Linked DNA regions of Mus musculus: region 1 is linked to region 2. A link is a contact called in public promoter capture Hi-C data. All regions are on one chromosome and are shown on one strand. The core of a region is the stretch at or near the end of the contact, and the rest is flanking DNA. Distances in the headings are between cores, read along the strand shown. Region 1 holds the start of Zfp85 (zinc finger protein 85). Region 2 holds the start of Zfp429 (zinc finger protein 429).

What was found. Capture Hi-C pulls out chosen DNA fragments and counts their contacts.
Region 1: a contact with region 2 is called in a promoter capture Hi-C map of liver, with 3 times the contacts expected there. The contact joins the promoter of Zfp85 here to the promoter of Zfp429 in region 2. A contact is called at or near these places in 5 of 39 promoter capture datasets (the C10 cell line, hippocampal neurons, liver and 1 more), 1 of 115 datasets of contacts at active chromatin or transcription factors (bone marrow-derived macrophages) and 2 of 9 other capture datasets (adipose tissue and liver).

The regions. Positions count from the first base shown.
Region 1 is chr13:67,753,721-67,759,617 of GRCm38.p6, reverse strand. It overlaps Zfp85 (zinc finger protein 85), which reads left to right and starts at 4,416. Exons shown (of 4, transcript NM_001001130.3): 1 at 4,416-4,555. The coding sequence starts at 4,550. It overlaps Zfp85os (zinc finger protein 85, opposite strand), which reads right to left. Exons shown (of 3, transcript NR_027969.1): 3 at 2,780-5,039.
Region 2 is chr13:67,397,554-67,403,638 of GRCm38.p6, reverse strand. It overlaps Zfp429 (zinc finger protein 429), which reads left to right and starts at 3,872. Exons shown (of 4, transcript NM_001080941.1): 1 at 3,872-3,943. The coding sequence starts at 3,908.

The DNA.
Region 1 (5,897 bases), core at 3,167-5,666, 360 kb before region 2:
CTGCAGTTCCTTGCAGGCAACTGTCACCTGCTGAGTCACTGGGGTTTTAAGCCTGAGCTTGACCAGGGATCAGTCTGCCTATCACAGCTCACCACCTCCACAGTAGTTCATCATTCAAAGAAACCAGGACAATAATTCAAACAGGGCAAGAAACCTGGAGTCAGACGCTGATGCAGAGCACCTGAGGGAAGGTGGTGCTACTCATTGATCTACTCATAATTGCTTGCTTAGAGTACTTTCTCATAGTACCTAGGACCACTATCCCAGGGGTAGACCTGGGCTTGTGTCAAGTTGGCATAAGACTGGTCAGGACAGCCAGGTGTTGGTGGCGCACACCTTTAATCCCAGCACTTGGGAGGCAGAGGCAGGCAGATATCTGAGTTCGAGGCCAGCCTGGTCCACAGAGTGAGTTCCAGGACAGCCAGGGCTACTCAGAGAAACCCTGTCTCAAAAAAAAAAAAGACTGGTCAGGACAACTGTCCTGTTTCCTTTTTCATTCATTCCCAAGATCACACAGTAACATCAACATTACAATATAAAACATTTCATAAACTTAAAAGTCCTATAGTTGGGGACGAAGAGATGGCTCAATGATTAAGAGCAGTGGCTGCTCTTCCTGAAGGCATGGGATCAATTCACAGTACCCACATTACAACTCACAATGGTAATTCCAGTTCCAGGGGATGAAACATTCTCACGCAGAAATAACAGAACACTGATGCACATAAAAATAATAATTAAAAGTGTCCAGAGTCTTTACAAAGTCAGACACTTTAACATTCAGAGTCTTTAAAACCCTAAAATCTTTAAATATTTATTCTCTCAACTATGAGCTCCTATAAAATAAAAAAGTAAGTTAAATATGTTTCTTCCTTCAAGAGGGAAGAACCAGGGGCACAGTCACAGTCCTAACAAAGCAAAACCAAACTCCAAAAGTGTAAATAAGTTAATGTCTGATTATCTGGTATTCATTTACAATCTGCAAAAGCTTTATGACACTTCTCAGGCTCCTCCTTTTGCAGCACACACAATTTGTTTCCTAGGCTCAGACAGCTCCACTCCACACCTGCAGCCGTCCTTGGCAGTCGTCCCATAGTATTGGCACTTTGAAACTTCTGGTGCTGTCTGCTGCAACTGAGCTGCACTTTCACCAATAGTATCTCCTTGCCTGTCTTCATGATGTCAAGCCTCAACTTCTCTTCATGACCCCTTCAATCTGAGACTTCAACAGCTACTAAGACTGCACGTTCTCCAATGGCTCTCCTGGCTTCTCACAGTGCCAAGCCTCAGCTGTTCTGCATGGCCTCTTCATGGCTGTAAGACCAGTACCACTTGGGTGACTCTTAAATTACCAAGTGAGGCTGCCAAGCTGTGGTCACAATTTCTGTGTGCTGACTTTCTGGAAGCACTAGATTTCACCTCCATGATGCTGGTCTCTTCTTAATCACTGCTAATTTCTCAGCTCCAGCTAACCAACATTAATTGTCTCAGAAAAACAAAGGTTTTATTTTATCGGTTCTGGTCTCTTGTTAATCACAGGTGATTCTTCAGCTCCAATGGACCTGACGCCACAGGTTCTTAGTGGCCTGGTAGAGTCTTTGTTTCCCTCTGGAATTTCACAAGCCATTATTCTGTAAACTATACTGCTTCCAACATTCTTATCTTCAAATCTCAGAACAGCTCACTGAGCTCTGAATACTCAAGGGCTCTTCTAGGACAAGGTTTCAAAGTCCTTACACACTCCCCCCAACCCCCAGCAATATGGCCGTATCTGTCACAGCAGTACTCTACAGTCCTGGTAGCAACTTCTGTCCTAGGGTTAAAGTTTCTGCGGTGAAGCACTATGTCCAAAAGCAAGTTGGGGAAGAAAGGGTTTATTTGGCTAAAAATTCCATATCACTGTTCATGATCAAAGGAGTCAGGATAGGAACCTCAAGGTTGGAGTAGATGCAGAAGCCATGGAGGAGTGCTCCTGACTGGCTTGCTCAGCATGGCTTACTCAGCCTGTTTTCATATAGAACATGGGACCACTAGCCCAGGGATGACAGCATCTATAAGGATACACCCTCAGAGTTAATCACTAAAACAATGCTCTGCAGCTGGATCTTATGGAGACATTTTCTCAAGGTCCCTTCCTTTTGAGTTAACGTAAGACTAGCCAGCACAGGAGACACCAGACTGTTTGGACTGCTGGGTCTCCCTCCTCCTTAGCTGAAATTCTGTGTTTTTAAGCAAGGCTCCTCTGTTTAGTTATCCAGTCAATGACTCAGAGGCTGAATAAAATCCTAAGAAAGATTCCTAGACTCTCTCTGTTCTGGGCCCTGTGGGGGAGGAGTAGATTCCCCTGTCTTATAGTCCCCACATTGAACCATTCCAGGACCATCAGTGTCTGAAGGGATCCAGCATCTACAGTCCCAAGAATCACTTGGACCTACCTCATCTTCACATAGGAGCGGGATGGATTCTGTCCTGCTTTAACCGAGTCCCACCCCAGTCATCTCCCCTCTTGTGAAAGGATTGTTCGACCCTGAAGGGGGACATAACCCACAGGTTAAAACTCATTGTTTTATAGGATTTGAGAAGACGGTGTGGTCCAGATGAAAGGTGTATCTTCCCAGCTCAAGGTTGGGATCAAAGTCATGTGCCTCCCTATCTCAAAAGACTGGACTAGAAGCGAAACCACTGACTTCAAACCAAGCAGAAAAATCCCTCACAGGGTATCCTCCATTTCCGGAATCCAGTTAATTCCAGAAAGTAGTCAAGTGTCAAGAATAGCAATCACGGGGACAAGAGGGTTTATTTGGTTTACATATCCTGGACTACTGTCCATTGGAGAAAGCCAAGACAGAACCTCAAACAGGGCAGGAATCTGGAAGCAGGAGCAGATGCAAGGCCATGGAGAGGTGTTGCTTACTCAGCCTGATTCTTAGAGAACCCAGGACCCCAGCCCAAGGTTGGCACCACCCACAACATCCTAGGCCCTCCTACATCTATTACTTATTGTGAAGATGAAATGCCCTACAGGCTTGCCCACAGCCCAACCATATAGAGGCTTTTTCTCACTGAGGCTTCCTCCTCTGATGACTTTAGCTTGTGTCAAATTGATATAAAACCCAGCACAATTTCTTTCTGGTGATGAAACAAAAAAAGAACAATCTGATCTTCCCACTCTCTCATCCAAGAAGTAATCTCATTGTGAATCAGTGACCATGGCACGAAAACAAACTCTTTCCTCTCGTGGGGTTTATCGTTGGGTCTCAGATGTTACCAGTACAGGAATACATACACACGAGATAGGGAGTCCCATCACTCCGTGGTGTCAGTCCAGCCCCTTTCTTGCAATGAGTTCATTCTGTATGATCAGGAACATATTTCTGATACCTTTGTATTAAAGGAAGATTCATTCCTGTGTTATGAGATGAGGGAATAGAGTGAACTTCAAGCAAAAAACAAAACAAAACAAAAGAACCTTTAAGTACTTCCACATGAATGGGAGTAATGTAAGGAGTCCAGAAAGAGACTGGAAGTTGAATAGGGCAGATCCGAAGTAATACAGAGAGAAATCTTATGATGAGTGTTGGATAGTGGGTCAGGAGTCAGTTCACACACCATACTGATTCCAAGACCAGTTTTCCTCTAACTGGGAGAGGAGCCAGGAAGAACATTTGGTGGTGAATAGTTGTATGAGATTGTGAAAGAGAATCTGGTGAAGCTCTCTCAAATGTTAAATTGTTTACACGGATATCGGAGGAACGTGTGGACAAGGGGACTAAGGACAGATGAAAATCTCAAAGGGTTTCTGGGACTTATAGGTAAGAGACATCTGTGTTCCCTAGTCCACGCCCCAAACCGTGGATTTCAGTGTACACATCAAATCTGTTCGGTTATTTTTTTTTCCTCTTTGATTTAGTGTCATAATGGGTATTAAACCAAGGCCTCCTTCACTCCAGGCAAGTGCTTCACCAGTGAGTAGCCCCCATCTCTTTTGGTACTGTGTAATTTGGGACATAGACTTGTGATTCTTCTGTCTCAAACCCCAGAGTAGCTGAGATTTCAGAATATTTCCAGGAAACTTGGTTTCAAAAACTATCCTAAAGAGTTTGTGGTGTGCCCTAAAGTAGCTTCTTGCTCCGTTATTTTAAAGTAAAATTGACTCAATGTGATTTTTTTTCTGCCCCCCATAAGATTCTAGGAACCCCTGAGCTTTTTAAGTCACAGCATTGATCAGAGTAAGAAGTAAATCTAATACATATTACCGTTAAAGGCTGGACTCATATTCTCAAAATGCCCTTTGTAAATTTGGGATTTTTAAAAGCAGCCTAATTCCAGTTACATACAATCCATGCGCTTTAAATTCTTTGCCTTCTTTGGTTCCGGGTAGTCCTTCGCGTAGACTTCTGGGAAATGTAGTCTCTCTCTCTCTTTCTGTATGACCCCGCTAGACAGGACTCTGCTCTCTGTGCTTCCGGGTTCTTTTTACGTTTGTGATTCTCCAAACTCTGCGGTGTTCTCAAAGTTGGGACAGTGTGGCTTGTTCTTCGCGCTTAACATGAAGGTTGGTCCCGGGTGCAGCCTAGACTTGCAAATCCAGGAACTCTGCGGGTAGGCGGGTCCGGCGTGCAGGGAGCGGGGGAGGGCTGGGCAGGAGGCGGAGAGAAGCCCATTTGGATGTGCAGTGCAGATCTAGGCTTAGGGGTGGCTTGGCTGACCATGCCAGAGACAGGCTGTGATGAAAGCTCACACAGCACCTTGGCTGGGGAAGCTTGCTGTTACTAGCTTTCACATTGCTGTTGTCAGATCCCTCAGGAAATCTAGAGCAAGTGGGTTTTTCTGAGCCCTCCCATATTCTATGACAGGCCCAGGACTCTTGTTTTGAGTTCGTGTGGCTCATAGTTTCCAGGACAGTGAGTTCTGGCGGGGGAGTTTGGTGTATGGGATGTTCGTCCCGTTTTCTTTGTGATAAATTGTTTTCAGGGCGGCTCACTTTGGATAGGAATCACTCCTTTACCCACTGTGACAGAACCCTCACATTCACACACCTGTATGAGGCAAAAAAAAAAAAAAAAAAAAATTCTCATCGAGGGGGCACTCTGAGCTTTGTACCTTCCCAGCTATCACTGATCCTACAACACTGCAGAGTGGAAAATACTAGAGAATATTACCACATACAATTGCACCAGAGACTGCGATGTCAGAAATTTGGACTCCTTTTGTGAAAGGAGAGATAAGTTGCCCAGGTATTTGTATTGTGTGGAAAGATTGAGAGATGGGGTTGAAGAAATGTGGCTCACTAAAGGTCTTGTGATTGTATACAACAGTCTGCTCCCCATGGCATTTGTATACAGCCAGCTGCTCACCCCGTGCTTTGTATACAGCCTTTGCTCACTCTGTCCTTTGTGCTGTTTTTGCCACACTTCAGTCAAATTGATTTGTGTGCTGGAGACTGACTTACAGCATTCAAATCTATACCTAAGAAGCATGGGCTTTAAACTACATTATCATAATACCAGTATTTTCTATGTATTATCTAACTATAATTACAATAATATGGACACTTTCTAGTCAATGCCATTAATGTTCAGGAAACTAAGAACATGTCATTTTACATTTTATGGTGTGAAAAGTACATTTTCTTGTACCTTAGATCCCGTTTCTTAGAAGGTAGAGGTGATACAGCAAAATGCTTATATCACAGGTCACACATGCATGCATTTAATATATACATATACACATTTATATTTAATATATTTATCAAACAGACCTATTTAAAAGAAAATGTCAAATTTAAGGTTACGTGTGCTACCTAAGATTATCAAAAATAATTTATTTTTTAAATAGAGGCACTTGTTTCTCTAGCAAAGGAACATTGTTCAGCCCCCACCAGGCACACAGTGGTT
Region 2 (6,085 bases), core at 2,623-5,122:
CCTGGGGGAAGGGCACAACAGAGAAATGAATAACACATTGAAAAGGAGGGGTCACACCCTCAAGCTTTAAAGCCCATCCTCTTCAGTAACACTGAAAGGCTTCTGTGTGGAAATGTTCCATTAAAAAAAAAAAATGGCTAAGAAGTGGCCAGCAAGTCAGTTTGAACAAAGACCAGGTTTGCTATGTGCATGTGACTGAATGTGTTCTTTGTGCTTGGGGGTCTCTGTAGACTTAGTTATCAGTTTCGTCAGTAACATGGAGGCAGATATAATTCAAATGGAAATGACCTCTATGAATATACATTTGTTCTAGAAGAGAATGAGTCTTTCAGAGCTATAATCTGTGGGGGAAGCTTCTCAAGGGACCAGGGCATAAGTGACTAGTGTAGCAGAGACTCACACTCTTAGGAGGAAATAGGATAGAGCAGAGACTCATTGTCAGGACTTAATAGTTTAGCAGCAAAAGACCCCCGTTTCAGGGAGACCCTCCCTCAAGTCCCAGGATGAGCTGACGCCCCAATAACTTGAGAGAAACCGTTCTTGATGCAATACCTCATGAGGTTTATTCGGGAATCAGCATGCTGAGGTTGAGCTCATTACCTGCACAGGGGCAGAGGAGATCGACCCCAGCAGAGGGTTTTTAAAGAGTAAACCACACAGTGAGGGGATGTTAAGACCACAAAGAATGGGGAAGCTGTCTACAAAGTGAGTTCCAGGACAGCCAAGGCTATACAGAGAAACCCTGTCTCAAAAAACAAAATAAACAAACAAAAAGAATGGGGAGCTGAGTAAACAATGTAAGAATGGGGATGGTGAATTACAGCTCATCTCTCACAGAAGGGTTACAGGCTAGCTTGGGCAAACATTCTTTTTTTTTTTTTTTTTTTAAGATTTATTTATTTTTATCATATGTAAGTACACTGCAGCTGTCCTCAGACACCCCAGAAGAGGGAGTCAGATCTTGTCACGGGTGGTTGTGAGCCACCATGTGGTTGCTGGGATCCGAACTCTGGACCTTCGGAAGAGCAGTCGGGTGCTCCTACCCACTGAGCCATCTCACCAGCCCGGCAAACATTCTTGATCCCTTACAATATTTGGACAGGCGCCTGAGTGGGTCACCCAGTGGTCATCGTTCTCTCAGGCTGAAGGCAAAAGAACAAAGAACTCCATGCTGGGCTTCATTTCTAGGGAGTCTAAGAAACACATTGAATTGGGGTCTTACAGCAGAGACACCTACTTTTAGGAATAAATAGTGTAGGACACACATAGCATGTCAGGAGTACATAGTTTAACAGACTCAGACTCTCAGGTGGCATTGCTCATTTCTCAGTCTTTAAAACATTAAGCCCTATTATATAAAGTATTGAAAAAAATTTAAATCACATTACAATTACACAAAACAAAACCTGAAGATTGCAGAGCACATGACCTTCTGCACAGTTCGGATGGACATTCAGAATAGAATCTAATGCATTCACATTTGATTAAGACAGTCTCCACTGACTATCTTTTATGCGTTTATATACCATGAAAACCAAAATCCACCATGGACATGAAGATTGATAATCAGTTATCTTATTTCCTCTTGACAACCAATGTTCATTACCTTCTTTAAATCTTTCCTCGTGCCCTAATAGTTAACCTTTATTATTCTCTTTTCTAAATGACATACTTATTCTAAATACATTTTAAATGTGGACAGATTTTAGTGATCCCTAGCTAGATCCCAAATGAATCCAATAGAGAATTTAAGGTTTATGTGATAAGCTTTATAACACAATAACTGGGCAGTTAATCTATTCGAATCCTCTAAGGTAATCTGGCTACCTCCCTGCCCAAAAACCCTGAGATACTTGTATTTTAGTTTTGATGTTGCTCTCTGGGATTCAGGTGTTTTTCCATGATGTCTCTCCTGGACTGCTTCCTCCTGGCCTGTCCTCTATTCTTCCTTTGTCTAACAGAAGTCCCGCCCTATTCTCTCTTTTGCCTAACCATTGGCTGATCAGCTTTTATTAACAAGTCAGATAATAAGTGGGGAATAATGTTTGCACACACTTGAGAGGGGAGATACTTAAAATAAGCACTACAATGTCATGTCTGGATTACAACCATATATGGGGGCTGAGAAATCAGGATTTGAATAATACAAGGATAATCTTTACACAGCGTACAATAACATTATGCCTGCAATATACTGTACCCACATGAAAATTTCTTCACATATATACATATAGTACTGTCTAGATTAAACACCTAGAAGAACATGCAGTGTTTACCTTTATAAAACTAAGTAATATCAATATCATACATACTATGTCAGTCCATTTCTTAGTAAAATTTGTGATTACAGTATCTTAGATCCAAAGAGCATCTCTCTCTCTCTCTCTCTCTCTCTCTGTAATAAATATTTATATTTACCAAATTGTTTTCCATTAATATTTTCATGGATATCTATGTTGATTCTGGTTGTTTACTGTTGGGAATAAAGAGCAATAAACATGGGGGCACAAATACACCTACATACAGCAAATTATCAGGTTCTCTGAGTATAACCACAGGATTGAATTAGTAGTGAGAGTGCAGAGACTGGTTCCATTCGGTTGAGGTCATTATGGGAATTAATCTGTAAGGTTCCAGTGTTTATTTCAGCACCCATAGTCTATGCTTCTGTACTCTTAGAGGCTACTTTGGGTCTGTGTTCCACAGTGGAGTAGACTCCACTGCAGCTGATGTTTTAGTACCTGCCTTTAGTTCACAGGATCTAAGGAATGGCCAAGGCATTGACTCCATGTGATCCCCTGGCTGTTTTGTGAGCAGTCCCATGTACACTGATTTCTGAGGGCTCTCAGAAAGAAATCCTAGTTGCAGGTGAGGGTGGATACCAATTTAAAATGTTTGTGCTCTGTATACTCTTGTTTCTACAGTACAACTCAAAGCCTTTGCATTTATGTCTCAACTACATACAACAAGTTGGAGAAATGACTGGATGTGTGACCTGCTTTTATTACAGACACCTTTCTACCAACAGATCAACAGTAGTAGTCTCTGTTGGACATAGGTAGCCTGTTAGCTGGTTTTAATCAATGCCTCCTTGGGCTGCTTGTTGATCTCCTTTCCAATGTCTGAGAGTCTGGGGCATTAACTCGGGACAAGAGATTTAGAGGAATGTTAGATAGACACTTGCTTGGGTGTGGCTTGGGAATGTCAAATTTTATCTTCAGAGTCAACCTCCTTGGCCTGCTCAAACAGCATGTGTTCCTGTATATGTAATATTAGCAATGCCCTGGAGGAATTATTTCTATATATTCGAAAAGTAGAAACACAAACAACAGTATACAAGTTTGTTGGGGCAGAAACCAAGCCAGCTTTGTACCGCAAGTCCATTTGTCAAAAGTTACTGAGGAGCTAGGAGCATAGTCAGGCACACCAAGGTTGGTTTCAAACATCCTTTTATAAAGTTACGTTTCCTTCCCACGTAGGTTAGTGTATTGCTTTGTTATTTTAACGAACTACTAAGTCAACGTTTTTTGTTTTTTTGTTTTTTTCAAGAAGTAGTAATATTAAACTTACAACTAGAAATGACTTGTAAGCCATATGTTTCTGTCAAAGGCTCGACTCATATCCGTACATCTCCGATGTGGTTCTGGGGTCCGAAACCAAATGGGGTCGCATTACCCATAGCTTTTCTGCAGAAAAGGCTTCCTCCTTCAACCTTCTACTTTGTGTTACCATCCACGTACCTCTCCAAACAGTAGAAGTCACCCACCCTGGGTTCTGGGATTTCCTTCGCACAGACTTCTGGGAGATGTAGTCCGCACCGCTGTGACCACTGGGAGCCTTCCAGGAAATCCCCTTCTGACTTCAGGTTTGTACTTGTGCCTCTTCCTCAAAGTTGGGCGGAAATCCTATGCGGCTATCTATTCCAGTTGTCTCTGACAAGAAGGTTGGTCCAGTCAGCAGCGTTGCTTGGGGCTCTGTGCGGGGTCTGTGTCAGGGAGGTTGGTTCAAGGAAGCAGCATAGACTGGGGTGGGTGCCAGAGCAGGGCTCTGTCTTGGAGGGAGCGCTTCTGGGCTGGGTGGGAGGGCGGAAGCAGCTGCCAGGACTTGCTGTGCTGAACTGGCTGGGACCGCTGAGGCTGCAGTTTTGGAGTGAGGGGACTGGCCTTTTGGGATTGTGTCCTGAGTGAAGGTTTCCTTTAGAACACCGAGAGCAGCCCGAGTCTGCCTTGGTTCTCTGGTACACTGGAGCAGCTTGGTAGTGGGGGACTAGATTGCAAACTAATGGTGATGAGCTGACTACCTGCTCCTGAGAGAGTGCCAGAGCCCACAGACCTGCATTGCTGGAAACGCGCATTCCTGGCTGCCCCCATCTCACCTGGATGCTGCCAGAGTCCTTTGTGTCTTTAGAGTAAAAGGGTTTCTGGTCCCCGTGTACTCTGTAGCCAGCTTATAGCAATGGCCTTGAGGTCTGACTGTGTTCACTTTTCTCTGCCAGTAAAGAATTAAGAGAGGAAAAATCCGAGGTACTACAGGTGTCGTTTAGGGGAATTCTGGGACACTGCCAACAGATCTGCCTGAATGCACTGAAAATCTTGGACTAGGGTTGAAGAAACGCATGGAGTGGATACACTGGCAGGAATGTCTACAAGGCAGAGTGGGATCGAGACGAGCTCACATCATGTTTCACCTTGAGGGCTGTATTTTCTAAACTTTTGAAAGGACCTCCATCCCTACTTTACAGTTGAGAGTTTTAAAAAAAGAGATAATGTCCGCTTGGCCCACAATGGTTCCGGTCAACATGACATTATCAGGGCTTGGACTTGTTGAAGAAGTTTATGAACATTGTGTATATTTCTGCCAGTGTTTCTGTTATCTTGTAGCTTTGCTGCCCATGGTAATATGAGGTATAAAAGGGCGGTGAATAATAAACTTGAGGCTGCTGTGGTATTGACCAGCAGTCCTCCCAAGTCTATTTCTTGGCTCTGCATCTTTTTTCGGCCTCTCCTGTCTTTAATCCTCACTCCACACTCAGAGACTCTTTGACACTTGGCACAACCTAGGAGTTGCTGCTTCATGATCTGTGTTGTATGTATTTTAAGCACTGTGTAGTATAGACAGGCTGGTAGGGAATGGGGAGTCTGTATTGTTTGGAACCTGATCAGGAATCCATCGTTCTCTTTGCCTCTCTCTCATGTTTACTTCCCATCAATGTCCTGTTAATCTTTAGATCTGCCCGACTCTCTGAAAATTTATCTCTGATTGTCACTGACAGGAGATGCAAGAGTTCTTAAAACATCTGCGCTGTCCTTTCTGTTGCTCTAGACTTCCTCTAGGATGGGCTTCCATTGAGTGGAATGTAACCATCGAGCTCCCAGTTATTGGAAGGATAGGTAGTAATTGTTAATGGGTGGAACTGTTCCTGCCTCAGGTCAGACATTATTTGCATTTCTTTCCCATTGAAAGTGAATTTTGCAAGTCTCTGATTCCCCTGCAATGTTTGCTGTTAATTGTACTGGCTATAATCCCCACAAAACGGTATCCTGTTTACAGGTCCCCGGACCTCCACCCCCAGGGTCTCACAGGAGATTGTACTCAAGACAGCAGACACTTGCCCATGCAGAATGGAGGAAGCCAGTGCTGGCCAACATAGGGAGTGAGCCCCGCAGTTAATTCTCCATTGTGAGCATGCTCTGATTCTCTCACAGAGAGTTGTTTTGGTCTTTGCTCTGCTCTGGGCTCCTGCCATTCTCCACATTGCTGGTTTTCCCGTGGCCTTGGTGATGCAAACATTAAAAAAAGTGTAATCTGCTTTTTCATACTCGTAAAGACAGGATCTTTCTCTACTAGCTGTACAGAAGGTTTCAAGACCTTTCAATTTATTTTTCCCTTGAGAAACTCCTATTCACCAAAGTGCTTCATTATGCCGGTTAATTTTGGAGATGTTCTGGCCTCTTTATTGCTGCTGAATGCTGCTCATTAGACAAAAGACTATTTTCTGCGCAGTCAATCTTTAAAGAAAATATAATTTTGTTGTCCTATAAACTCTTGTGACAATAGCTATTCCCTCTTCCCAAGGGTGCAATCA